2 separate regions of the Zea mays genome follow, and region 1 is linked to region 2. A link is a contact called in public Hi-C data. All regions are on one chromosome and are shown on one strand. Each heading gives the region's core, a stretch centred on a gene start, on an enhancer-like site or on the middle of the called end of the contact. The rest is flanking DNA. Distances are from core to core; before and after follow the strand shown.

Region 1 (4,045 bases), core at 431-2,930, 150 kb before region 2:
CATGCTGCTTCTTGACAGGCTTGCTCAGGTTGGAAGACGCAAAGTCGCCACGAGCGGCAACCTTGGGCGATCTTCCGCTGCCGATCGTGTCACCACCGTGAGATGGCGGCCGGGCAGCCGCTTTGCCAGCGGATCTCGGCGAGTTAGAAGTAGAAGCCACGCGCCCATCCGCCCTGAGGCACCAGTTGCAGGTGCCGTACGACTCCGCCTTCGGGTACCTATCCGTGCAGTATCTGGATACACGATCACGTACACGTACATACGCGAACAGCAGAATTAATATACATTAGCCAGATGGTCATGTAAATATAGATTTATATATTCTGGCGTGTATGTACGTTGTTGCATGCAAAATTATGAGGTGAACACGTACATTTTCACGTGAACTAATTAAGACCCGCTGGTAATAAACAGTGGCGCTGTAATATTCGGGTAAAAATCAGCTCTATAATTTTTTGAAACAAAAAAAAAATCAACGTCCAGCGAATGTGCATGTGGGCCCCGTTTCGTTTGACAAATTTGGGGACGTGAGGGAAAGTGTCCGGAGCAAACTATAAGGACGGGCAAGACGAAAGGGATCGTCGGCGGGGAAATGGAGACGAGATGTATGTACAGTACACAAAAATGATGGTACCATTTTGGAGTTTTTATGGGGGCGAGAATAAGCGCTGACGAGCAGTTTCTGCAGGTTCACGTGTTGTTCAGAAAAAAAAAAGGTTGTGCAGGTTGACATCAACCCATGAACTATCAGTTCGATAGTGTGGTGGGCATTTCTAGATTCAAAGCGCGCGGCTAGATGGCGTGGTTCTTCAAGATTATATTCTGAATTCGATCGACAGCCTTTTTCTCTTCTTCGAGAATGCGCAGGAGAACCACGCATCCAGCATCGTTGCATATATTCATTGGAGAAATTTCTAATGCTATCAGAAATAGTGATAGTAATATAGTATAGTGTATATATATGTGGGGAACCAAAGCCGCAGCTAGATAAGGCACATGTACATCTGGCCCCGATCGATTCGATTCACAAATAAAAGCGCCTAAATAATGTGATTAAAATCCCCGACGCAAACAGTCGCAACCAAATAAAAGAGATCAACGAAATTAGAATATATTTTCATAAGTGCCGTAATCGATGCCACTGCAAGTGCAGATCGAATTAGGGATCGGCCGCAGGTACGGACATGGGCGACGACGACGCGCATTGAGATGACAAAAGAATTGATTAGAGAGACCGGAGGGTGTGGACGGATGCACGTACGTGTGCTGGGAGCGGACGGAGCAGGCGGAGCAGCGGAAGAGCTCGGACAGGACGCCGCGGTCGCCGCACATGCAGCAGACGACGGCGCCGCCCGGCGGCGGGGCGCTCCCGCCGGCAGCGGCGCCTGGCGGGGACGATGCCTTGCCGCTCCCCATGGAGCAACCGAGATCTCAGAAGACGGATGCGTGGGGCATCCGTAGGTGCCGCATGCGATCGATCGGCCGGATCGAGCCCAGCAGCGTGGCTATCTACCGACGATGGGGTTGGTTGTTTAGCTGGCTGCTTGATTCCTCGTCGCTCCTCCTGGGTGATGAGACTGGGGGTGGATGTCCTGTGGGGAGGGCGTGGCTGGACGTTGCAGGAATTGATGAAGGTGGTGGTGTGGTGGACGGTGGTGCCTGATGCGGTGTCTTCTGCAGTCTTCACACATCTCAAGATCTTGCCGAAGCTGCCCTCTTTTGTCCTCCTCTTCCTGCATGGCCGGTAAAGATTTCCTGTAATATTTTATTTTATTCACTGGTTGAGGTTTTGCAGTCTACGCCTTTACCTTTTGTAGTTTTACACATTTAGACTCTCTCCAGTTGGTCTTCTAAAGCCTCCTCTATCCTAAATTTTAGATTAGATTGTCATCCTTTATGTTTACGACAACATCCTCTAAGATTTTTATATAAAGTTTTTCTCTCCTATATATATAGAGTTTCTCTCTCTTTTTTAAATGAAGTGGCAAAAGACTTGCCGCTTCAATATATTATAAGGGGAAATTACTTACAGAAGAAATTTTAATATGCACAATACATTTGAGAGTTTAATATATATTTTTTATAAATAGAGAGTTTCTGTGTTTCTCTCTCCTCTATCTATTTTAATATTTAAAACAACATATTTATCAAAACTAAAATATGCATTTGATAGTATAAAAATGTACAAAAATTTAAAGTAAAATATGTATTTAATTTAGGTATTATGTATAGAGAACGAGATATAAAGAACGTTGTTGGAATGAGAGGAGATATAAAGAAAAAAATTTAAAGGAGGCTATAAAAGATGAATATAGATAATGAATTTAGAGAGTGTTGCTGCAGACATCGCTCCTCTTATAAGATTTGATCGGAGCATAAGAATTTTGATCCAAAATAATTAACTAACAGCCAAGGTGGGCAGGGAAGGTCGGCCAGGGACTGAAAACGGAGTCATATGAATAGTATAACTATCAAGGTGCCATCGCAAAAGTCACCTCATGAGTAATAAAATGGAGAGCAAACAAAACGTCCTTGCGAGTGGCAAGGCCGTGAATACGACGACATCCAGGGCGAAACCCTTTCCTCTGAGGAATAACTGCAGCTGGGTGGATGGACATCGCTGAACGGCCGGGCCAACTTGGGCCGGTATCTGTTACCGTCCCTCCACTGCCACGAGGGCCCAGACGGCAATGGCCGACTGTCAGATCCACGTGGTGCGGTGCCGTGGGGCTGGGGCGAGATGAGGCGGTCGACTTTGCTGGCTGTACGCTGGGGGTGGGCCTGACAGCAGCGGTCGCCGCGCAGCAGCCCCTCCTCTTGCATGCGGCTAGAGAGCCGTCCCTGCGCGCAGCGCAGCCCCTCGTAAGGCCCTCCACGCGGTGGAAAAGAACAAGAACACGCTGTAGCCAGTGTGAGTTTATTGTCCCCTTTCACTGTTTATTTGTACGGTGATTTTTAAATATGTGAAAAAAATGTTAATAGATGATGAATATGATTGGATAATGATATTTTACAGTTGTAGTGGAGTATATGAGGAGAATATAAGGGGAACCACTGCGGTTGATGAAAAAGTAGAGGATGAAATGTTGATGATGTGACACAAAAAGTGATATACGGGGAGAAATTTAAGAGGAACCGCTGCGGCTGGCAATGACACCCCGTGTAAATTGCGAGCAACACGGGCGTGAGATAGAGGGGTAGTGGGTACCGTACCGGGTCCTATTTGACCCCTCTACTCTACATGACGCGACCGTGACAGCCAGGAGGATGGCAGGGGCCCACGTTCATCTGATGTGGCAATAACTTTGAGAGTTAGTTTGAGAAGAATTCCTAATTTTCTAAGAGAAAATAAACTAATTTTCATTGAGAAAATATAAATCTCTTAGGAAAATTAGATTATCGCCCTGATTGGCCTATCCGAACGTGACTAGGGTATTTTCAGTGCTAGATTAATGCACTCTTCCTTTCGTTTAAAAAAAGCAAGTATCATTTTTGCTATGGGAGCGAATTTCTTCTTGTCATTGTTAGAATATAATATAAGTGAATTGTCCAACTCCTTCCATGAGCTTAAGCTTTTGGGATGGACTGGTTGGTGCATGCAACTTTATATGGTAATCAGAGCCTAGAGTTCCATGGCGACGGGTTCAAGCATCGCCATCAATCCCTTCTTCGGTTTCCAACTGACCGAAAAGTTATCCAAGACCAATCATGCGCTATGGAAAGCGCAGATCCTCGCCGTCATCCGCGGTGCTCGCTACGAGGGGCACATCAACGGCAAGACCGAGGCCCCTGATGCTGAGGTCGTCGAGAAGGCGGCGGACGACACGACTGTCACCAATCCGAACCCCGCGTTTGAGACATGGTATGCTCGGGATCAACAGATCCTCGAGCTCATTCTCTCAAACGTTGGGAAGGAAGTTCAGGCGCAGATCGTCGCTACCCAGACGGTGGCACAAGCATGGTCGACCGTGGAGAAAATGTACTCTGCGCAGACTCGCGCCAAGACAATGAATGTGAGGCTTGCCCTCGCCACTACGAAGAAAGG
Region 2 (4,131 bases), core at 231-2,730:
ATGAATAAATAAATAATTATTGAATCCAGAACGATGATATGTGTGATAGGCTATGGGTAGCACCAATTGAAGAAAAGCTTGTCCAACCGATAAGATGGTTTGGACATATCCAACGGAGACCTCCAGAGGTGCCAGTGCATAATGGGATCCTAAGGCACGGTAGCAATGAGAAGAGAGGAAGATGAAGACCGAAATTGACATAGGAAGAAAAAGCAAAAGGGGACTTGAAAGGATGGTCCATGCCCAAATATTTAGCCTTGTATAGAAATGCATGCAAAACAGATATCCATGTGCCCGAACCTTGATTATGGTTTCTATTGGGTTTTTAACTCTAGCCTACCCCAACTTGCTTGGGATAAAAGGCTTTGTTGTTGTTGTTGTTGTTGTTGTTGCTGCTGCCCATGTATTTATAACTGGTCCATAAGTCACCATACATATGTAAGTTGAGAAGAAAAGAGCTACTGCGAAGAGCATGCCACATATTAGGTGGTAAGGACCAGTATGCTGTATGCACACTCTGCACACAAAACATTAAGTACATTTTTGTGAGAAATAACATCACTCAATTAATCCATTTCTCCATTTACACACACACACATATAGTACAAAAGGCCATATCATTTCACCATTACCTAAAGACCTCACCACCACCAAGAATAGATCAATATGTGTTCTTTTGTATTGTTTCACTTTCACCTTGAACATTCAGCAGGTTGTTTCAGGTTTGCACCACATAAAGAGCAAGAATTCTGAAGTCAACTTGATACTGCACCATTTCAGAAGTGGCCCGATATTAATTAATTTCTAAAGACAGATACGGTATATAGCAAACCGCTATTCTAATCCAATTACTGGTATCAGGCTGCGCATCGAACAACAGCTGGTTCCTCCATGTCCACAAACCCTTCTGAGTTTCAACCTAATCAAAAGTAACGATCCGGAAATGCAACCCAGCACCCACTAACTCATCCAAAACCGCCCCCGCCAATCACTTTGAATCATCGATTCGCCGACACGAACCCTTACGAATCGACCAATTCGATCCAAAGCAAAGCATAAATGCCGCCTAAAGCGCTAGGAGAAATCCCAGGGGTTTGCTGCTCCACGGGGCCTTACGGGGGAGCCGTGGAGGCTGCGGGCGTCCAGGAGATCGGTGACGCTGCCGTCCGAAAAGGGCCACCGCATCTTCTCCGCCGTGTCCATCTCCAGCTAGCCCTCGCCGCTTCTCCCGCGTCCCCAGCCGCCAGGTTCCGCACGATCGCCGGGGGCTGGATGGGGGATGCTTCTGGAAATCTGGACACCGCCAGGTCCTTCGGGGGTCGATGGTCGGGGACGGAAGGGTTGAGGTCTGGGTTCCAGGAGCGAGAAGGCTGGAAGGGTTCCGGAGACAGAGAGAGGGCGCCCCCGGGTCGAAGTGGGGGAGTGGGGGGCAGCCGGTCGGAGACGCGTGGAGCCACTGCTGACCAAGGCGTGGGCTCCCAGGTGGGGCCTACAATCGTCCAAACGTGCAAGAACAAATTTAGGCCTGTTTGTTTAGACAGTAATACCCTTGTTTGTTTATTTGAGGTGAGAAAAGAAGTATGGCATATATTGTAATTTCTATTTACATAACCATAGGTAGTGGGTTTTTTGCCAAAATAATCTCAAATAAGCTACTCTTAGGAGATTATGAGATTATCATAATCTGGGCTTTAGATTATATAATCTGAACTCATAATCTATATGTTTGTTTACCTATTGGATTATTTGCGCTGGATTATATAATCTAAAGAGATTATAATCCGAAACAAACAGGGTCTTAGGCTGGTGTACTCTAAATATAGAGTTTCAAACAGTTTTCTACGCTCTTTAGGCTATCTCCAGCAGCGTCCCCTAAATTTCATCCCCTAAAGGAATATTCTCTGTCCTTTACAGCACACTTTAAAAGATTCTATCCTCTATATATTCTCAGTCTCCAGCAACGTCCTCTAAATTCGGTCCCCTATAGCCACAGTGTTAGGCTGTCTCCAGCAGCGTCCCCTAAATTTCGTCCCCTAAAGGAATATTCTCTGTCCTTTACAGAACACTCTAAAAGATTCTGTCCTCTATATATTCTCCGTCTCCAGCAGCGTCCTCTAAATTCCATCCCCTAAAGCTACAGTGTTAACAGATTCACATTTTCCATTTCTTTTTCATTTTTCTTTGTTTTGTTATCATTTGACACTATACAAATGATCCGAAAAAATTGTATTTATTAATTTTTAAAGCAATAAATTCGAAATATCAATAATAATTACATTGATTGTTTTGTTGTTGTGTAATTGTTGTGGGTAACGCGCCACATACTATAATATTGTTGCCAAAATAAGTTTTAAAATGGACAATCTTGCACCGTAAGCCAGTACTCTTCTTCGAGAAGCCATAGCCTTGCTTCCCTTGCACGACAAGCGCTTGTCTTCTATCCGAAGCGTACTTCCTCTATAAATACCAAGTGACCCTTCCATACTTCACTCAACCTTGCCTTTACAAACTCGACTACCATGAATCCCTACTTAGAAAACAATTTTCTTGTGCGCTTGATGGAAGAAATGGAAGAGGAAGAAGAAGAGTTGCAGTTGGCGAGGCACATGGTCAATAGGAGGCGACGTGCACGCAATGAGCGTCGTCATGGTGGTTCGATTCCAGGGCGTGTTAGGATTCATCGTGATCACATGAGCGGCGATGCAAGAATCCGAGCGGACTACTTTGGAGCCAACCCCGTGTACACGGATGCTCAATTTCGTAGGAGGTATTTACAATTAACACATTCTTTTTACCATGTACAAAACTCTACGACCCCTATTATGACACATGAATTCTATGGTAGGTTCCGCATGCGTCGCCATGTCTTTGAGCGCCTTGTTGATGCTGTGCAACAAGTGGATCCTTATTTTATTCAACGTCCAAATTGTGCGGGTGATATGGGTCTTTCTGCTCTACAGAAAGTTGTTGCTGCTGTTCGAATCCTTGCTTACGGTATTCCAGCTGATGCCGTTGACGAATACGTGCGTATTGGCGAATCTACTGCTCATGAGGCATTGAAACACTTTTGCACGGCCGTCCAAACCGCGTTTGCTCTGTACTATCTTCGTGCACCAAATGCAGAAGACATCGCACGCCTTCTCCAAGTTGGCGAGTCACGTGGGTTTCCTGGTATGCTTGGTAGTGTTGATTGCATGCATTGGGAGTGGCGTAACTGCCCAAGTTCATGGAAGGGGATGTTTACAGGGCGTGGTAAACATCCTACCATGATCTTGGAAGCTGTTGCGTCGTATGACCTGTGGATATGGCATGCATATTTTGGTCTGCCAGGTAGTTGCAACGACATAAATGTTCTTCATCGTTCAAACCTTTTCGAAAGGCATCTTAGCGGTGACACACCACCCGTTTCATTCACTGTGAATGGGCACACGTACAATATGGGATATTACCTAGCAGACGGGATTTACCCAGACTGGCCCGCATTTGTGAAGACAATCCGTAACCCCTACGACGTTAGAACCCAACACTTTGCAACAATTCAAGAGTCTGCTCGAAAAGATATAGAACGAGCTTTCGGTGTACTCCAGAAGAGATGGGGTGTGGTCCGTGGACCTGCATACGGTTGGAGTCCTGAACACATTGGGGACATCATGAAAACATGCATAATATTGCACAACATGATAGTAGAAGACGAAGGTCCATTGTCTTTGAACACAACCTTTGAAAACATCGGAGTGCTGGCAGACACAACTCAAGGTTCAATGGAAGAGCGCAACGACTTCGTCAATCAAAGGTACAACCAACTGAAAGACCGCAACAAATATACTCAGCTTCAGGTTGATCTGATACACCATCACTGGGCGCGCCATGGATCCGGAGTTGCATAGGACGCAATGAAACAAGTTGTGTCATGGCTGTTCTTAAATCTACTGTCGAACTGTCTTAGTTTACTTGTCATTGTTCTACTGTCTGTGTCAGTGTCATGTCTGTTCTACTTCATGTGTCAAGTGTGTGTAATGTGTGTCTGAGTGTCCTAGTGTAGTAGTGTCATGTCTGTTCTACTTGATGCTGCTGTTTCAAATAAATAAGAACGAGTACTACTGTCATGCAACCACATGTGTGTACAAATGC

The links. Hi-C and Micro-C count contacts between places; a contact is called where the count stands out from the background.
Region 1: a Hi-C map of leaf shows a contact between it and region 2, with 4 times the contacts expected there. The contact joins the promoter of LOC100277316 here to the promoter of LOC103631824 in region 2. A contact is called at or near these places in 3 of 25 Hi-C or Micro-C datasets (leaf and tassel).

Annotation. Positions count from the first base shown.
Region 1 is chr1:18,781,789-18,785,833 of Zm-B73-REFERENCE-NAM-5.0, reverse strand. It overlaps LOC100277316, which reads right to left and starts at 1,680. Exons shown (of 2, transcript NM_001150916.2): 1 at 1,262-1,680; 2 at 1-233. The coding sequence starts at 1,416.
Region 2 is chr1:18,633,002-18,637,132 of Zm-B73-REFERENCE-NAM-5.0, reverse strand. LOC103631824 (DDB1- and CUL4-associated factor 8) reads right to left here and starts at 1,480. Exons shown (of 20, transcript XM_020545330.3): 1 at 1,117-1,480. The coding sequence starts at 1,203. It overlaps LOC103631823 (protein ALP1-like), which reads left to right and starts at 2,495. Exons shown (of 2, transcript XM_008653575.4): 1 at 2,495-2,767; 2 at 2,846-4,114. The coding sequence starts at 2,520. The coding sequence ends at 3,887.